Linked DNA regions of Sus scrofa: region 2 is linked to region 1. Evidence: chromatin contacts called from public promoter capture Hi-C data. All regions are on one chromosome and are shown on one strand. Each heading gives the region's core, a stretch centred on a gene start, on an enhancer-like site or on the middle of the called end of the contact. The rest is flanking DNA. Distances are from core to core; before and after follow the strand shown. Region 1 holds the start of KCNH1 (potassium voltage-gated channel subfamily H member 1). Region 2 overlaps HHAT (protein-cysteine N-palmitoyltransferase HHAT).

Evidence for each region. Promoter capture Hi-C pulls out the DNA fragments that hold promoters and counts their contacts.
Region 2: a contact with region 1 is called in a promoter capture Hi-C map of liver, with 13 times the contacts expected there. The contact joins the enhancer-like site here to the promoter of KCNH1 in region 1. A contact is called at or near these places in 1 of 5 promoter capture datasets (liver) and 8 of 47 Hi-C or Micro-C datasets (embryonic fibroblasts, fetal heart ventricle, fetal skeletal muscle and 4 more).

The regions. Positions count from the first base shown.
Region 1 is chr9:131,958,362-131,962,372 of Sscrofa11.1, forward strand. It overlaps KCNH1 (potassium voltage-gated channel subfamily H member 1), which reads left to right and starts at 2,205. Exons shown (of 12, transcript XM_021063876.1): 1 at 2,205-2,469. The coding sequence starts at 2,391.
Region 2 is chr9:132,566,233-132,570,243 of Sscrofa11.1, forward strand. The region is part of intron 7 of HHAT (protein-cysteine N-palmitoyltransferase HHAT); the gene reads right to left. Among named protein-coding and RNA genes, the nearest start is that of HHAT, 100 kb to the right of the region's middle. Within about 2 kb of position 1,844, at least 3 of the 83 cell types and tissues checked have an H3K27ac peak or open chromatin away from gene starts, as enhancers often do. A contact at or near this core is called in liver, where this site is marked.

The DNA of each region.
Region 1 (4,011 bases), core at 955-3,454:
ATCAGAGAGAATCTGGACGTGGCAGCAGATGGCTTCATTCCCACAGTCAGTGTGAAGGGTTGGCCAAGGGAGTGGGGAACAGCAGCACGTGCTTTCGCAGACCCCGTGAGGTACCTACCGTTCATTACACTGGTGTGACGGTGGTTCAAGATTGCTGATTTTTTAAGTGTTGTTTTAGGTCTTTTAATCTCCTCAAGTGTGCTGCTAAAAATCATAGCATTCAAAGCAGTGCCCCCCCATGCATTCTGAGAACCACCGTAGTGGTGTATTTAAAATTAAAACGGAAGATATCTCCTTGTTCTTTTTTCTTATCAGGTACCCTACCACGGCTTAATACGTCTCATCTCAAATGAATATCATCTGTTTCATTTTTATCCAAGCGCCGGAGCATGAGTGTTCATTAAAGTCTGCGAAATTTTATTAACTCTCTCTGTCAGTCCTCCCCCCACCCCCTCTTCTTTATCTTCCTTTCACAAGTAGGATTATGAGGTTGCTTGATGAGTTTTTAATATTGTCATGGAAACTCCCCCCTTGGGCATGTTTGTACAGTAGATAACATAACCTTCAGAGCCTTGTTCGAATGAATTTATTCAAATGAAGCGGGCAGACACCAAACCAGCTCAGCATCAATACATTTCAAAGTTCTCATCTCCGCTGTTTGTTCGATCACTTGTAATAGAACAAAGAACCACTAGACGGAGCTAGGGTTTAAGAAATCACAGCTCTGAGCTGGGGGACTGATGTGATGGGTAGAATGTCATCTTAGGGAAGACGTGTCTCATTACGTTGATTTCAAAGCCCACACAAGCCTTCCCTCACTCTGCGAACAGCCGTCATCTGTTTACTTTGTGTCTCCGCAAGATGACAAAGGGTGATGTCTGTAATGGCCCAATTTATTTAGTCTCTCTAAGGATGACGTTTGACTTTGGTGCAGTGCTTTACAATTTACAGTGCTGTTGCCTGCATAATTACATTTGATCTTCCCAGCAACTCAGAGAGATTGCTAGGCAAGAATTAGTTCCTGTATTTTGGAGATTAATAAACAGACTGGGTATCTGCAGTGCCTTGGATGCGTCAGGATGGTTAACCCGGACCATTGAGATTGCCCAGTTTTCTTCCTTTTGCATTCCTGGGTCCGACTGTTGATTGACCCCACCTGGAAATAACTAGAAAACTATCACCGCCTTCCTTTTTAGTCTCTGGTCACACCCTCTGGGGATACATAGAAAAAAGACAGAAAAAAGCCTATGTGCAGGAAGAAATCTCCCAAGATAGGCAACAAAGAAGAGTTATTTGAGCTCCCGCCCAGAAACCTTGGGCGGATGCGATTCTCCTTATTCCACGAGGCAGGTGTGAGGAGCAGAGAGTCATCCTATGCAGGGGACCTGCAAAGCTGTGCTTCTTAATTGATGCCAAATGCCCGGGCAAGCTGCCCTAAAGCACTTGCCCTCAGAGACCAGCACCCGGTTTAGATGTTTCGCAGACAGTTTGTTCCTGCTTCCTGACCTAACACACTGATAATTAACATGTTGTGCTTCAGGTAAAAAAAAAAAAAAAAAACAACCCTTTCTGTACACATGACATGTATTTTCTTGGCCTTTTGGTAAACATTTTGCTGGATAAGAGAGGAAATCAGATCAGTGGGCCAGGAAGTTTGTCAGAGGCTCGGAAGCTGCGTTTTTGCTTGTGGTTAGCTTTAGAAACAACCCGAGACAGCTCTCCTGGAGCTCACTCAGTCACTCTGCAAGTCTGACCGCTTTCAGTATTTCGACGGTCAAACACTGGCTTCAGCATCCAGGTAGGCAACTTTCACAGCTGAGGCTAAGACACCCTAGTGGCCAGCGGGAAGATCGCTGCAAGCGCCTCCGAGGTCCCAAGGGCTCTGGCCTGAAACAGAGCAAAGGAGGAGGGACAGCATCCCGCTCCCGCCGGACTCCGCGCGCCCGGCCATCCAGCCCGAGGCGCGTCCTGAACCCGCCTCCCGGCTGCGGCCAGACGGTGGCGCTGCCCCTCCAGCCTTGGCCCACCGCCGCCCTCGGCTTCCCGGCGTCGTCGGCCCGAGCGTCCCGCTCGGTCTCCCGCAGGCCGGCGGGGGACGCGCGCCCGGTAGGGGGCGCCGCGGGCCCGGGCGCGGTGGCTCCCTCCGCCCACCCGGAGGCGGCTGCGGCGCGGCGAGCCCGCGCGAGTGCACTGCGAGGCGGGCCGCGGGGAGGGAGGCGCGAAGAGGGCTCGAGGGTGGAAGCCGGAGGGAGCCGCCGCCCCTGGCCGCCCGGGTCCCCGGGGGGCGCATGGGGCGCTCCGAGCCGGGATCGCACGCGGGCCCCGCGCCCAGCTTCCTGTTGCCGTGAGAAGCCGCACCGGGACGCCCCAGACCCTGAGGTGCCGGGAGGATGACCATGGCCGGGGGCAGGAAGGGACTGGTGGCCCCGCAGAACACATTTCTGGAGAATATTGTCCGGCGGTCCAATGGTAAGAGGAGCGTTCGGATTCGCTACCCCGGCGTTTTATCCGTGCCTTTTATCGCAGACGCCTCTGGCCGCTCGGCGCCAGCAGATGCAGCAGAACCCGGGGCTCTGCCGGGGGTCGCGGCGCGGGCGCCGGGGGCTGCCTCCTGGAGGCTGGGAAAGGTGGGCAGGGCAGGGCGGGTCTGATGAGCCCCCATCCAAGAGGAGAGCTCTCCTGGGGACGCTCTTTGGGCCTTTCTCGCGCCTTCTCGGTCTCATCTCCAGGGAGTGTGACAGCTGATGAGCAAAGTACTGGGAAAAGTGATGGGGAAGCTGGAAGCAGCAGGAACGGCAGCGCGTTCCCCGTCGGTGCTCCCCGCTCCTCCGCGAAGGCTCTTAGGGTTCTCTGGCCTCTCCCCACCGCGCCACCGCTCCCCCGAGAGAGCCCCAGTAGAGACCGGCAACTCCGAGTCTCAGCCCGGAGTGGAGGGATTGCAGCTGCTTCCACCTTCCATCCCGCAGCTCCAAAGTCCGAAGTGGAGGGACGTGGGGATCTAGGGACGTGCTGCAGGCTGCCTGATTCCACCTCCTCACCCACCCACCTCTTCGGGGTTAAGACTCCAGAGGGGCAGAGTTTCCTGGACCCAGGTGGAAAGTGGAAGAGCACAGGTGCAGAGCTGGCCAGGTGGTCACAGATACAAACCTGTCATCTTTCCTCTCTTCCGAACCACAGAGGTGTTTTATGTCTGTAACTGTTGTTCACCTACGTATTCCCAAACTTACCGAACCTGTAAATCTATCCATTACACAATAGACCAGTGCTCCCAGCTCCTCTCTTTCCCAGTGGCATTAGGAACGGTTGAAGCGGTGGGAGGCGACAGTCCTAGAAGCAGGGATGGAATGGACACATTTCAAGCGCCTTTGGTACCCACAGCCACGCTTTCCCCGCTAAAGCACTTGCAGAGCAAACAGGAGTCCAGCAGTTGGAAGATGCCGTGCACACTCCTTTATCCAACCGCTAAAATGCCAGTTGTAGGCTCCTGGACTCCTCTCCTTCCAGAGACAGATAGCATTCTATTAGGAGGGGATGAAGAGCCAATTCAGGAAATGGGTTTTAAAAATGTGTAAATATCACCATTACAGAGCCTTAAGGAGCTTGGGTTAAAACAATGGGCTTCTATTTCCATTTAGTTACAGATTCAGGGCAAGGGCGTGAAAGTGACTTTGGCTGCTAGGACACACTCTTTAATTAAAAAGTGATTTAACTTTATCTTGTAATAATAAAAAAACTTACCAACTCAGATAGCAAATCATCATGTATTATTCACGTACTTTTTAGAAATGATCATTTGTCACGTGCTTCTTGAAGAATCTCTGGTCAATCACCTTTCAAGGTCTTCCTTACTCAAACTCAGGTGGTTTTTAGAACAAGGTCAGAGCCATTTCTTGGGGAGACCTGAACAGCCACCACGAACTCTTCTGCCATAAAAAAGCTGGAGGTGTTCATGGAGTTTTAAGTCAAATCACCATTTCAGAGTTAATTTTCTGTGATTGCCGTTGTTACTGG
Region 2 (4,011 bases), core at 594-3,093, 610 kb after region 1:
TTTTTTCTATATGGTATGAGAAAATGGTCCAGTTTCATTCTTTTACATGTAGCTCTACTGTTTTCCCATCACCACTGTTGAAGAGATAGTCTTTTCACATTGTATATTCTTGCCTCATTTGTCATAGATTAATTGACAATAAGTATGCAGGTTTATTTCTGGGCTCTCTATTCTGTTCCATTGATCTATATGTCTGTTTTGGTGCCAGTACCATTCTGTTTTAATTACTGTAGCTCTGTAGTTAATTCAGGAAGCATGATAGTTCCAGCTTTACACTCTTTTCCCAAGATTGCTTTGGCAATTCAGGGTCTTTGTGTCATTCTAAATACATTTTAGGATTATTTGTTCTAGTCCTGTGAAAAATGTCAAGGATATCTTGACAAGTGTTGCAATAAATCTGTAGATTGCTTTGGGTGACATGGGCATTTTAAAAATATTATCTTTTCTAGGAGTTCCCATTGTGGCACAGTGGAAACAACCAATTAGTAACCAGGAGGTTGCAGGTTCAATCCCTGGCCGCACTCAGTGGGTAAAGGATCCAGAGTTGGTGTGAGCTGTGGTAAAGGGCACAGACATGGCTCAGGTCCTGTGTTGCTGCAGCTGTGGCATAGGCTGGCTTCAACCCCTAGGGTGGGAACCTCCATATGCTGCAGGTGCAGCCCTAAAAAGAAAAAAAAGTAAAATTATCTTTTCTAATCCATAAAAATGGGATATCTTTCTATTCCTTTCCTACCCCATCCATGTAGACTTTCCTTAAAGCCTTGGCTGTACCTTGGCTGTGTCTTCAGTTAGTGTTCAGTGAGACGTGCTCCACGTGTAGGTGTTTTGTTGTTTTCGGGGGGAGGCGAGCTCCGTGTCCTCCTACCCGCCATCATCACTTCAACCTGTAGCCATCACTTTCTGGATGACTTCCTTCAGGCCCCTCATGAACAATCTTGGATTGATCACTGGCTTGAATGTCTAGTCACTCACATTCACTGGGCAGACTTCTTTTAAAATGTCTTTTCTTCACCTGAACATGTACATGAGGTATTCATTGAGCACCTTTGCAGTGCACTGTTCTTCAGTGAGCACCGAGGGAGACAGACACCAAAGGTAACGGCGTAATTCCCTCTCTAAATCTGCTTTCACTCTACAGAGTCATCTCTGAGCAAGGTGGAACATTACTCCGTCGTGGGATCCTTGGAAATGAAAGCCCAGTTGTATATCTTCTTGCATAGGAGACAGAGAGGCATCTTTTACTGTCTGTGCTGATGCCTCGCACTGAACTGCAACTTTAGGATGGAAAAAATAAAAAAGGCCATCACAGAAGAACAGAGAACCCTTCCACCAAAAAAATTAAAGTGACAATTAAAAAATAAAAATACCTCTTTACTATCTCAGAAGGAAATCAGAAACTGAAGACCAGGGCTGAAGTACCTTTGTAAACCTAATATTCCCTGATGTTTATTTTCTTTCCCTCTCTGAACATCCCAAAAGGGATTAGCCCCCAAACCCTAAAGCTGAAGAAATCCTGTGCACTGGCAAGAAAGGGGACGCTTGCCATGCTCTACTCCAATGCCATGGCAGCCTGGAGGAAGGGAAACCCCAAGAAGCGAGGGCAGGTCTGCCGCAAGGAAGCAAGAAGCAGGCCAGACTCAATGGGCTGTGCCACTGCAAGGCCATCTGAGCTTCTCTGACAAGGGGACATGAGGCATTATCGTTTAACACAATTAAAGCAGCATATTAGTTACTGTCTCTATTTTCTCACTTCTTTATTATTCTATAGCCTTTGTTTATACTCTTTAAAAATGACCAAGTCAACAGTGAAAAAAGTCAACCGTGGCCAAAGTCAACAATGACTTGCAAAATAAAACAGACTCTCTTCAGGGCCTTCTTGCTTGGCCTCTCTCCAACTTCTGATAAATCAAGCCTTCCTTTCTTCTTGAAACCTTCACAAAACCATTTGCTCTATACTTCGTTTATTAATTAATTTCCTTCTCATTTGTTGCTGGCTCTTCCTTTTCTGCCTGCCTGTTAGATGTTGGCATTCCCTCAAGTTCCATACTTGGCGCTCCTTTATTCTCATGCTCCACATTTTTCTAGGAAATCTCTTCGTTCCCATGGACTTGACTTATTCCCATACACGCAATGGCTTTCGAATGTCTGTCTCCATCCCCAGTTTCTCCTCTGAGCTCCAGGTCCCATCTAACTGTAGCAGAGAGGTCTCCACCTGGATATTCCATTTTAAATACAACTTGCCAAAAACTGGGCTCCTTATTCTTCCCTAAAACTTGTTACTAGTCTTCCTATATTCCCTGCTCTTGGTGAAAGGACATGTCAGACATCACCTAAACTCTAAAATTGAAAATTCCTTAGATCCTTCCCTCTCTCATCCTCCCTGTCTCATCGATGAGCAAATCCCACTGACTGTACCTCGCTCTCTCTCATTGGTCCATTTTTCTCCAACCTCCTTGCTTCATCCAAGTCCTCATCACCTTGATCCTGATTTTCTTTAATCGTCCATCATGTAAAACACTGCCTGGCTCTGTAGTCCTTGTTGAATGAAAGAGATGGATCATTTTCTAACAGGTTTTCCTATTTCCAGTTTTACTCCACTGTGATGCATATTCTTCACTGCAAGCAGAATGTTTCTAAACCCCAAATCTAATCCTGTTTCCTCTCTGCTTATAAGCTTTCTGGTTTTCACTCTTTGGGTATTTAAAATACCCAAAGTACGTAAATACATCCATGGAACCCTATCGCCTAAAAGGTAGAACAAATTCTCCCCAGCACCATCTACAAGCTCTCCAAAATAAAACCCCTTCATGCATTTCTGACAGAATCTCTCACTGTATCTTCAACTCTTCATCTGTCTCTACTTACAGCTTACTTTCCCTGAGTATACCAGAGTAACCCATACCAAGCAGGATCTTTGTTTGCTGCAGCCACAACCTTTCCCTCTCAACCCTGTCCATCTGTTCTTAACAGGAACTGCCTTCAGGACAAACTATTTTACCAAACCCTAATCTATTGGGATTTTATCAGATCCTAACCAACCTGGAAGAAGGAAAACACCCAACTCTAGTCTGCTCTTGTCTTCCACGTGAACAGAAGAAAAATACTCAACTACTCAACTCTACTACCCCCATACACACACACACACACACACACACACACACACACACACACACACGTCATTCTATACTAAATAAAAGGGTTGGGGAAAAAACAGACACATTTGTGCAGTTCATATCACAGGGGCATAGGCTCACTGAAAGACTGAGACACAATCATAAAACTAAAGAACACTTTCCTTCTCCCAACATCTTATACTGAAGTTCCTTTTACCCACCATGTCCATTTTTCAAGAAAAAAATTACAAGGTATATACTAAAAGTCAAAAAAAAAAAAAAAAAAGACCCACAGAGAAAGCAGCAGACCCAGATATGGCAGGAATATAGAAATTATCAAATTGGGAATCTAAAACAACTATAGTTAATACAGTAAGAGGTTTTTGTTTTTTGTTTTTTTTTCTTTTTACAGCTGCACCTGTGGCATATGAAAGTTCCCAGGCTAGGGGTCGAATCAGAGCTGTGGCCTCCAGCCAAAGCCACAACCACCAGCAACACCAGATCAGGTCCGAGCCACATCTGCAACCTACACTGTAGCTTGCAGCAATGTCAGATCCTTAACCCACTGAGCAAGGGCAGGGATTGAACCCACATCCTCATATATACTAGTCAAGTTCTTAACCTGCTGAGTCACAAAGAGAACTTCTATACTAAGAGTTTTAACAGAAAAAACAGACAACATTGAAGAACAGATGGATAATGTAGGTAGAGATAAGGAAATTCTAAGAATCAAAAAGAAATGCTAGAGCTCAAAACAGCAATGTCAGAGAAATAAAGAATGCTTATCAGTAGACCGCATACAGCCGAGGAAAGAATCTCGGAGCTTGAGAATCTGTCAATAAAAACTTCTAAACTTGAAAAGCAAACAGAAAGAAAAAGACCAAAGGGGAAAAAATAC